Linked DNA regions of Rattus norvegicus: all the other regions are linked to region 2. The links are chromatin contacts, called in public Hi-C maps. All regions are on one chromosome and are shown on one strand. The core of a region is the stretch at or near the end of the contact, and the rest is flanking DNA. Distances in the headings are between cores, read along the strand shown. Region 1 overlaps Ppargc1b (PPARG coactivator 1 beta). Region 2 holds the start of Ppargc1b (PPARG coactivator 1 beta). Region 3 has its middle 46 kb from the start of Arhgef37.

Evidence for each region. A called contact is a pair of places that touch in the nucleus more often than the background predicts.
Region 1: a contact with region 2 is called in a Hi-C map of frontal cortex, with 2.8 times the contacts expected there. The contact joins the enhancer-like site here to the promoter of Ppargc1b in region 2. A contact is called at or near these places in 6 of 12 Hi-C or Micro-C datasets (Schwann cells, frontal cortex, kidney and 2 more).
Region 3: a contact with region 2 is called in a Hi-C map of liver, with 3 times the contacts expected there. The contact joins the enhancer-like site here to the promoter of Ppargc1b in region 2. A contact is called at or near these places in 6 of 12 Hi-C or Micro-C datasets (frontal cortex, kidney, liver and 2 more).

What each region holds. Positions count from the first base shown.
Region 1 is chr18:57,046,817-57,050,406 of GRCr8, reverse strand. The region is part of intron 2 of Ppargc1b (PPARG coactivator 1 beta); the gene reads left to right. Among named protein-coding and RNA genes, the nearest start is that of Mir3557, 80 kb to the left of the region's middle. Within about 2 kb of position 2,321, at least 5 of the 93 cell types and tissues checked have an H3K27ac peak or open chromatin away from gene starts, as enhancers often do.
Region 2 is chr18:57,129,347-57,133,038 of GRCr8, reverse strand. It overlaps Ppargc1b (PPARG coactivator 1 beta), which reads left to right and starts at 1,573. Exons shown (of 12, transcript NM_176075.3): 1 at 1,573-1,683. The coding sequence starts at 1,606.
Region 3 is chr18:57,223,540-57,226,845 of GRCr8, reverse strand. It overlaps a transcript of Arhgef37 not described here. Among named protein-coding and RNA genes, the nearest start is that of Arhgef37, 46 kb to the left of the region's middle. Within about 2 kb of position 1,960, at least 7 of the 93 cell types and tissues checked have an H3K27ac peak or open chromatin away from gene starts, as enhancers often do. A contact at or near this core is called in liver, where this site is marked.

The DNA of each region.
Region 1 (3,590 bases), core at 1,072-3,571, 83 kb after region 2:
AGAGCTAATGGCCAAGTGAGGCCAGAGTGCCATTGGAGTCCATTCACTCCCAGGACACTGCACAGCCCCCAAACCTACCTACTCCTCCAAGCTAGGGCCTCAGCAGGCCTCTGGAGAAGTCATGCCCTGGGTGACATGGATTCAGAGCTCAATGAGCCTGTGGAGGCTTCCAGCTCAGTGAGCAGTTAGCCCTCACAGTGGGCTGAGCTCTTACACCACTACCTCTCCACAGCACTCCCTCTTCCCCAGACCAGGCCATGGCACATAAATGCAGCTGCTGTACAGGTGATGATGTGCTTAGAGTCTGCTATTGTCATTGTCTGTGTGGCATCCCTCTGTCCCTTTTTGATCTCTAGGGCTATGTCATTGTCATGCAGGCTTTACCCTGTCTGTGTCTAGCATTGTGTCCAGCCCTAATAAATAGTAATTATATAAAGAAAGCCATGAGTCACTTCTCCCGAGGCATTTGATCACTTCTGCTCATGAACACTCATCTTCAGTCTCTAATCTTCCTAAGATGATGGTTTACTCATTTCTGAAGTCCTTGCATATGGTAATGCTTCAATTATTAGGTCAAAGGAGCTATCGAGGGCCAAATATGAGCTCTTCCAACACCTTGAGTGGAGAGGCCCAGGTCCCACTGGTTCTGATCTTCTTTTGGCCATTAACATAGGCAGTTTCCTCCTGCCAGGGGGTACTATGGATCATGGTGTCAGAGTCCTTTTCTGACCATTTAATGGCACCATTGCTACAGGACTCGCTACGGGAGCAAGCTAAGAGAAAGGATAGCATGCTATAGTTCTAACGGTTGACAAAATCTGGGGACATGGGCATTGCTTTCCATTATCTGAATGTCCCAAAGTCTTTGGGCCAGGGTATGACAGGCACTTAGTTGGATGGTCTAGAGTAAGCAGGCGTTTGGCTATTTTGTGCTACGTGGCCTTGGCAAGCTCCTGTTTCCAGGGCCTCAGTTTCCCCTCACTGTTTCTTGGTGTGTTAAGGATGGAGGAAGAAAGTTATCAGGCCTTACAAATGCTGGGAATTCACAGATTCTCAGAAGAAGGGTGTGCTGGGCCGTGGGTGACTTCCTGAGTGTCCCCAGACTCATGGAGACCTCTTGGACAGGCAAGGATCTCTGTGTGTTCTTCTAGTTCTCCTTCCTGCCACTCCAGTCCCCAAATGCAGTATTTCATTAAGGTTCCTCCAAGGCTCCTTTTCCTCTAGCTTGAGATGAGCCCGGGGAAAGCTGGGGTTGGGGCAAGTCTATTAATATCCCTTCCTCAGCTGATTAACTCGCCATTAATTTTCACTCCATTTCTAAGCTGAGTGGGGGAACAAGCTAATGGGCCCAGGCAGGATGAGGTGGCTAGCTCCAGTGATATCTAAAGGCACCTACAGGGCAGCCAGGAGGCCTGGAAAAGAGCCGCAGCAGTGTGTGGGTAAGGTGGCCCTTTTCTCAGCCCTACCCAGCCACCCCAGAGCTAGGCTAGCCCAGGAGAGGGGCCGAGGAACAGGTCTTTTGTGAGTCTGTATAGGTTACGTCTAGCCTCATCGTGGTCTCTGCCATTTGGTGCTCATCCCCACCCAAGCCTGTGCTCTGTAAGTTAGGGTTCTCTCATCCTTGGCCCTGCCCTGGCTTGCTGTGTGGCTTTGATAGGCCTTTGTTCTGAGGCTTCAGCCCACCCGTGGAAAGAAAGGCAGGTAGGCTTCCCAAGGAACACCAGCTGTGACTGTTGCCTAGAGCCGTTGTGTCACCAGGACTCTGGCATGAAGTCATCCATGCTACAGGTGAGCTGGAACGCACCTGTGGCTCTTTTGACACCCCTGGCCACTGGTGACCCAGAGAGCCCTTACAGTTTTGCTCAGTGGTGATAATTTATGGCACCCTGGGAATTCTCATTCCACCCAGCACTAATGACATCATCCTGAGTGACTTCTCTAGAACCCAAGGAACTGAGGTCGGCCAGTCTCCCCGTCGTCCCTCTCGCCTTTGTTCAGCAACTTCCTGCTTCCCACACTTAAGCTAGGAAGAGGGGCCGTCCTGTTGTTACATCTTTACCTGGTGTAGCAGGTTCAGCGGAAGGAACCACCATGTCCAAGGCCACCCTGGCAGTAGCAGAGCTCCCCCAAATATCACTGGGTCCCCAGTCCCCAGATCTTAATTCCCCATCAAAGCTAGGAAGTTGGTCTAGAAGTAGAACATAGCCAGTCTTGCCTGGGGACCGGGGGAGTCTTGCAGCTGAGGGCAGCTGTCCTGATCGCTTTCTAGATCCACAGCCCACAAAACCCTGGCTCAGACCCACTCCTTAGCTCTGTTCTAAAAATTACAAACACGTCTATTCTCCTCTCCCTGAGTCCCCGATTGAGTTACTCAGCTGCCGCTCTGACTGTAAGGAAGGTTGCAGCCTGGAACAGATTTAGTGCAGCCCAAAGGCCATCACGAGATGTGTATTTCAGAGGAACTTCCTGAAGAAGGGATGAACAGCTGGCCCTGGGGTGGGAAAGTGTGCCTCAGAAGGGACCATGTGATAGCTTGAGCTACTTCTAGCACGGACCCAGGGACTCGGGGTTACGGACTGGGGTGCTTAGCCTAATCTAGAAGCAGTTTGGTCTATGCTCCCAACCTAGAGCTTGGAGGCCTAAGGGGCTAGGCGCCTCAGGGGTTGCAGAGAGCAGAGAAGCAGAGCCCTGGTTTATTTGTGCATAGGCATGTGGTCCTGGCTTTGCCTGATGATTTCTGGGTAATCAGTTTTCTCTACAAACTGGAGATTAGAGCCATGTCCCCTCAGTGGTGGTATGTGAGCTCCTAGGTGCTATTGACAGCTTCCTAGTCCCCTCAAGACCAAGGCTTTCAGCCTGGGTGTCCCCTTGGCCAGAGCCTTGTTTTCTTAGTCCTTTGCTAGGCTACTGATGTTTAAGAACCAGCCACTGACCGCTCTAAGCAGCCTGCAATCTTGTTAGCTTTCCTATCCCAGGCTCCTCTGTTTTTCCCCAAGTCTCTCTCGAGCTCAGAGATGTGTTCTTGTCTTGTTCTCTTGTCTAGCTCCACTCTTCACATAGGGTCAAGCTCTGGGAGGGCAGGGAATATGGTGGTCTTGATATGCTGAATGGCCAGCATCCAACACAAAGCCAGATGCAGTACAGCCTGTGATGGGAAAGGAAGAAAGGAAGTGAGGTGGGGACTGGTCCTCATCATTGTCTCGGAAATGGTGGTAGCATGGTTAGCAAGGATAGCATAGCAAATAATAAGTGCTTGCTTTGTGTCGGGCACTGTTCTCTAAGCACCTTGCCTGCAGTCGTCTGCTCGTGCCCAACAAGAACTCCTTGCTGTGGGTCCTGCCTGTTATCCCACCCGGCAAAGGAGGACTAACTTGCCCTTAAGAACCCACAGTTGATAAGTGTGGTCTTTGTGAGACAACAGCTCCAGAGCCCAAGCTCCTAAGGACAGCACCCACTACCTCTCCCTGAGGGAGCAAAGAGAAGAAATCCTAGGATCCCCTGGGAAGACCAAGCTGTTTTTCATTGCTCTAGTTATGACTGCCCCATTGAGCCCTGGGATAGCCAGTCTCTGAGATACCCTGCGTGGGCCT
Region 2 (3,692 bases), core at 324-2,823:
GGAGGCTAGCTGTACATTCTCTCTGTTGGCAGCACTGTTCCTTAAAAGCGTGCTGGCCTGAAGCCCAAAGAGTGAAATCACACCCTGCGGTTCTGGGAACCTCAGACTGGAGAAGAAGGAAGCTGCTTCTGTGAGGCTCAAGTCTGAGCAGGTGTGCTGGGACTGTTTCCTCTTCTTGCTGGAAGGAGCCTGCTCGCCCTGGCAGGGTGGGGCAGCCCTTGTCAGTACCCTGTGGGAGCAGGGCGGGAGGCAGGTGTGCCCAATAAACAGGTCTGAGTCTTCCTGCCTTCCAGCCTTTATTCAGCTCCAGTACACCCCCAACCTCCCGCCCTACCTACCCCCCAACCCCCGCCCCGTGCACACACCTAGATGCCTGCCTGGCAAGCAGGGAAGTGATGAGAGTTCAAGGTTGGAGTCAGAAGGCTTGCTTCCTGGCTCTGGTTCAGGCCTCTCCTGGTGTGCACTCCTGACCTTCAGCTCCCTCATGTGTGTAGTGGTGGTGGTAGTGGCGGGGAGGCAAAACCTTCCAGCCTTTTCAGTTAACACACTATTTATTAACCGCCTCCGGTAAGCTGGAGAAATAGCCAAAGCGAAGTTTAAGCCGGGTTTCATGCATCTTAGACTCTAGCAAGGACAGACTGACTCAGATCAAGTCTTCATTGAATCGAAGGTACTAGGGCGGCTGAAACACTTCTAAGGGAAGGGTAGCATAGGCTTGAGGTAGGAGAGCAACAAATGGCACTCACAAGGTTGGTGGGTAAGGATGCCCTAAAGATGCCATTCTTTGGAGAATAGCTGATTGGCATGGCAGCTCCTTTTCAGAAGGCTCACACTAAGAAAGCGGAGAAGACCAATGGGCCCTGGAGGCTGACAGAAGCTTAGCCAATTCTAGACACTGGGCTACAGTAAAAGACATGATTGAAAATTTTTTTCAACGGGGGTTATTGGCTGGGCCTGGGGGAGAGAGATGTTAGGCTTAATAGGAAATGGGGGGGTTGCTTCAAAGAAAACAGGAATGCCACCCTCTCTGAGAAGCCTTCTCTGATTTCTCCGCCGCCTTTGACCTGTGCGAGTCTCCCTCCCTCTCTGGCCTTGCAGTCTGGGTAGAGAGAGAACTTAGGCCTCCGAAGATATCTCTTTTGCTGTTGCGGAGTACTGCGGCTTCAAACGCGGTTCTAAGCCTCCTGGAGCCTCAGTTTCCCCAGCTGTGTAGAAGCAGGTTGTCTGGCAAGGGCCCGCCCAGCGCTAACGCAACGTGATTCGCTCTAGCAGTAAGGAGGGGGTGCCCGCATTGCTGCGCAGGCACCAGGCTGCTGGCCCGGGCACCGCCACCTGGCTGCCGGCGCTTTTTTTCCCTGCGGGGGGCTGCGAGACCTGGTCGCCGCGCCAGACTCTGAGCAGGAAAAGCGGGGGTGCGACCCCAGGCTCTCGCGGCCCCGCCCCCGCAGCCAGCCCGCCTGCCGCAGCCGGGGGCCCGAGCTCCGCCCTCCACCCGCCCGCCCGGCTGCCTCCTCCCTCCTCCTCGCTCGCTGGCTCGCTCGCTCGCTCCCTCCCCCGGGCGGGCTCGGCGCTGACTCCGCCGCACGCTGCAGCCGCGGCTGGAAGATGGCGGGGAACGACTGCGGCGCGCTGCTGGATGAAGAGCTCTCGTCCTTCTTCCTCAACTATCTCTCTGACACGCAGGTACTGCCAGCTGGGAACGCAGGCCAGGGACTAGGGTGCAGAGCCGCGGGGCTGCAGCCGCAGCTGCAGAGGAAGGAGTGCAGCGGTGGGCGCACCGGGGCGATCGGGGGGTTCAGGCTGCAGAGCCCCCCCTTCCACGTGCCTTGCCCTGCGCTCCGTTACAGTCGTAGCAAGCTGCAGGTCGCCGGCGCATGCTGTAGCATTGGGGGATACAGCTAGGGCCACCTAGAGTCTACTGTCCCCCACCGGCAAAGTTGAGGGGTACTACGATTCCTCTGGCAGGTAGAATCCAGCCAGGGTCGGGGGATCCCTAAAGGCTGGCTCTGGGTTTTGTAGGCGCGTCCTCGGCGCCCGGCACTTGCTGCCGTACTTTCACGTGCACTTGTGGCGGGGCTAAGGGAGATGATCGATAGCCCTGGAGTCCCCTCGTTCTCCAGCATCGGGTACCCCGTAGCCCCCCACCTGCTCTGGCAGCGCAGAGTTTCCTGTCAGTTGCTGGCTAGGGGGATAGGGGTCGGCGGGGCACGTGGACATGCGGGCGGAGATTGCGTCTTCCAGCTCTCACTATCCGGAGGAGACCCGCTAGGAAAGAGCAAGGCAGGATCCGGGCGGAAGGACTATCTCGGGGGTGCCTGGGTCCCCCTGCGGCGCGCGGCCCCGGCGCGCGCTCCACGATGCAGGGGGAAGGGAAGGTGAGGCGGCGTCCCGGGCTCTGGCTGAGACTGGGAGCCTCACCGGCTACAAGCGCATGACAGGAGTGTGCCCTGGTGTATGGGAGGGAGGACGAGGAAGCTGCGGTCTTGGAGACTAAAATGGGGGTTTGCTGCTGGGACAAGCAGTTGCGGGGAAATGTGTGCACGCGGCGTGGGGGCCCCCACCTCTTCCTCGGTTTCCCCCAGCCCATGCCTGTTGCAAGCCTAAAGTTTGGCTCCCGAGTTAGGGCTTTTACTCCTGGCTCCTGGCTGTGTGTCCCCGAGAGGCTGGGAATGCGACAGAGCCTGGGAGGAGACCCCGGATGAGGGGACACGCCTGGGTACGAAGAGGGGCTGCAAGGCGGAAACCCGCGGGACTCGCGGGGACCGGCTGAGTACCTGGTGTGGAAGCGTTTGTGCCGGCCCGTTTTGCATAACACTGGGAGGGAGGGGAAGGGGGGGCGGGAGGTGGGAGGAGAGAGGGAAACTTTGCTTCTGGTTAGAATCTACCAGTCTTTGGGCGGTAGCAGCTGTCATGGGACCGGGTGGGCGGGGAGAGGCTTGCAAGCTGACTCCTTGCAGTGAGACGCGACTTGGAATGGGGACGCCACGGCCGAGACGTTCTGCTCCGGGAAGACTCCTGGTAGCGACTTCAGGCTGGCGACTAGGACAGGCGTCGTGGCGGGGTGTCGCCGAGAGGAAGCCCGCCACGCGCGGGAGACGGCGGTCCGTAGCTCTATACAAACGCCGTGGCGTCCGGGAGCCGCGGGGCCGCGTGGTGTGTGGCTGGCGCGCTCGGGTGGGTTCATACATAGCAGAGGCCCAAGGGGCTGGTGGCGAGTGGTCGCGCTTCTTCAGGTCGGGAGGGGTTGTTAATGAGCATGAGCGGGCTGTGCGCGGGTGTGTGTGTGTGTGTGTGTGTGTGTGTGTGTGTGTGTCCCCTGAGCGTGTGCACACGCCGCGCGCGCCAGGCGCGTACCTTTACCTCTGACGAAACTGCAGTGGAGCTCCCAGCAGCGTCGCTGGGCACGGTCACACGCCCGGTGTTTGTGTCTGCCCACGGCGGGCCTTAGCCTCAGCACCCCGGGAGTGGACAGCGTGGAACCAGGACAGGAGGTGGTAGGGATATGGGGGTCCCGGACAAGACTTGCACCCCAGATCTTGATTGCTTGGAGTCGTGTCTGTATCTTTACACTTAAGAACCGAGTAGAACAGGCCCAAAAATAGCCAGTGAGACTCTTTCACCCATACCAAGGTTGTCCGCTCTGGATAGGACCCTCTTTAACTCTAGCTTTGGTGTTTGTCTCACCGCTAATT
Region 3 (3,306 bases), core at 711-3,210, 93 kb before region 2:
CAAATCAGTCTCTTTGTTGGTTGGTATTTTGTTTTCCTTAATTTTTCTTTAATTTTTAAGACAAGACCTTACTATATTGTTCTGGCTGGCTTGGGCCTCACTGTGTAAACCAGGCTGGTCAAATCTGCCTGCCCCTGCCTCTGCCTCCTGAGTGCTGGGGTTAAAGGTATGCACCACCATGACTGGCTTTTTTTTCTTTTTTTTTGAAACTAGATAGTCTCTATTAGTCCTGGAGTTTGCTATGTAGACCAGGCTGGCCTTGAACTCAAGGCGTACTGGGATTAAAGGCTTGTGCCACCATGTCCAGACCTGTGCTTTTATTTTTTTAAACAGTACTGGAGATTGAACTAAGGGCTTTTTGTGTGCTAAGCAAGCACTTTACCAGTCAGCTTTATCCCCAGCCCACACATCTGTTTTCTTCTTTTCTCCCTCCCTCCCTCCCTCCCTCCCTCCTTCCCTCCTCCCTCCCTGCCTTCCTCCCTGCCTCCCTCTCTCCCTTTCCCCCTCCTTCCTTCCTTTTGGTTAAGAATCAAATGAGGATCTGGAAAGGTGGCTCAGAAGTTAAGGACACTTGTTTTTGCATAGAACCTGAGTTTGATTGCCAGCACCCACATGCCGGCTTACAACTGTCTGTAACTCTAGTTCCAGGAAATATGACACCCCCTGTTAACTGCCGAGGGCACCAGGCGAGTGGTACACAGACATACCCAGACAAGACACTCACTCACATGGAATAAGATGGAAATTATGTGTGAATTGTGACCACCAGGGGGCAGCAGGACACTTCCACTCAGCCATGAAATATTTGAGGAAGCAAACTGAAATGCCTATGACTCTGGCTGGGCCAGAGAGGCAGAGAGAAAGCCTGGGAGGAAGGGGGACATTAAGTAAGGTTATGGTTCTCAACCTGTGGGTCACTGATTCACAGGGGTTGTCTAAGACCATGGGAAAAGACAGATACTTAGATCACAATTCATAACAGTTATGAAGTAGCAATGAAAAATACTTTAATGGTTGGGGGCAGGGGTCACGACCACATGAGGAACTGTATGGAAGGGTCACAGAGTTGAAAGGCTGAGAACCACCACACTGTGGGCTGCATTTGGATTGGAGTCTGTATACCACATCTTAAGGGCTGCAGCTTCCTGGCTCCCAGCCAACTGCTGCCACATCAGAGTGACTGACACGGGTGGTATCAGACTGGTTGACTCTTCACGAGAAGCCAGAAGCCAGAGGTTTTGCTTGACTTTTATTAGGGTCTCTCGTTTTGGTTTGGTTGTAATCCAGGCTGGCCCACACTTCTCCCTCCTCAGCCCCTGCAGTACTGGGATTCCAGGCATGTGCCACCATGCCCAGCTCTGTCCCTTTTTCCTATGGAAATCTTCATGTGGTCGACAACAGGCCCACCTTTGCTCCTCCTGCTGGAGAATCTTCTCCGAAGAAGTAGTTTCGTGTCTCGACTTCATCGGACATTGATTTCTCTCCCTTGGATCTTTGGGGAAGTGTGGTTTCCCTTAGGGTCATTCCTCTAAGGATTATCACTGATGCTGAGTTTCCGTTAACTCCTTGCTTCTGTCTTACCAGTGAGGACTGTGGAGAAGTACTCACCAAGATTCTCTGAGGGAGAATACTGGTAAATCCCCTGGCCCAGCTCCTCTATGCTCCATGACATAATTGTTATTGTTATGGGAGCTTAGGGAGAGAGGCAGGGAATTTGGAAGGGTTTCAGGGTCTGTCTGCCTCCCTGTACGTGACATGGTAAGGATATCTGGCCACACCCCTGTGTAGAAGCCCTTATCTCTGTGCCTGTCCTGGGTCCTCAGGGATACGAATCTCCATGGAACCTGAGTAGGGCCTGAACTCTCCACAGTGGCTGCAGGCTGGGGCTACCCCCTACTCCCAGGCGGCTCAGGCAGAGAGCGCAGAATCTGCAGTCAAGCTTGCTGGGCAGCCTGCTGCTGTCTTCCTTGTTTGCTGCCCTGGCAGATGTGTACTGTAGGAAACATTTCCAAGGTTCCTTTGTCCTCTGTGCAGCTGGTTGATTGGATTCATGGGAAGCCCTGGCCAGGGGGAGGAGCCAAGGTATCCCCCTCCCCCGTTTCTCTACTTATCTGCTATAGGGTGGTCTTTTCTGCAGTCCCACCTCTGGTCCCTAGTGCTCAACAGACCGGGGGATGCTTCTAGTGTTGGGTGGCTCTAGATCCTCCAGTACCAGGGGACTCCTCGTCTTCAGTCCAAGTATTCAAATGTCATGTGCTTGCTGATCTCTGCAGTATGTCTTTCCCCTGTAAGATCCACTGCCTATGTTAAGTTCCTCCTGACCGAAAGGCACAATAGAGTGGTTTCTGGTTTCCGCTTAGACTGATATACCACAGGAACTCAGGTCGAAGGCAAGGCTGGGGCTTCAGCTACTTGGGTCTCTCAGTTAGTCCATCTTAGGAGGGACGCTGGGGACCTTTGCCAGCTCCAGTGCCAAGGGAGCATCACCCCTCTTTACCTGGAGTTACTGAAGTGTCTTCAGCCACAGAGAGCTGAGTAATGGCTGAAGGAATCTGCTGACCTGGTCTCATCTTGGCCAGCTGAGGCTATTACAGCAGGGCCCAGAGCAGACACTAATGAGAAGACCCAAGGGCCATGGTGACAAGCCAGAACTGTGGGTGAAGCCGAGCTCTGAAGGAAGGGAACAGGAGAGACGTGATTCTGGAGCAATAGTGTCTCAGGAGAGGCAGTGAGCCCCAGGTCTGAGAGAAAGGAATTGAGGCAGGTTTCTGGTTGGAGAAGAGGTAGCCTGTCTCGGATCTGGGGTCTCTGGCTCCTGAGCCCATCCGTGGAGTGTCAGAACAGACCAGCATGTCAGTAACCATACTTGAAGCATTTCCTCTCTGCTTACAGAGCTGCGGGGAGGTGACATGAAGGAATCCAGTTTATGTGATAAATCCAGGTACTATCACATAGAAAGCTCTGAAGAGCAGCGATCTTAACAAAACAGAACAAGACAAAACAACAAACAATTAAACAACCCTCGGCAGCAACCATGGCAGCCAGCCACAGTGGAGTTCATTCTCCGTAGGATCCCCAAGAAACAAGCATTGGGATGGAGCCCTGGGACTCTCCCGTGAGGCAGGGCCAAGCCCAGAGGTACAGATCTACTTGCCAGAGCTAGAAGGGTTGGGTCAGGAGAAAGCAGGGAGACTGGGAGGACACTGTGACCCTCGGGCACCCTCCCTGGGGACGGGGAGCAGCAGGTGTCCAACAGGCATAGCTGCAATGGGACACTCGGGGACAAGCATCCTGCGGTGTCCAAAC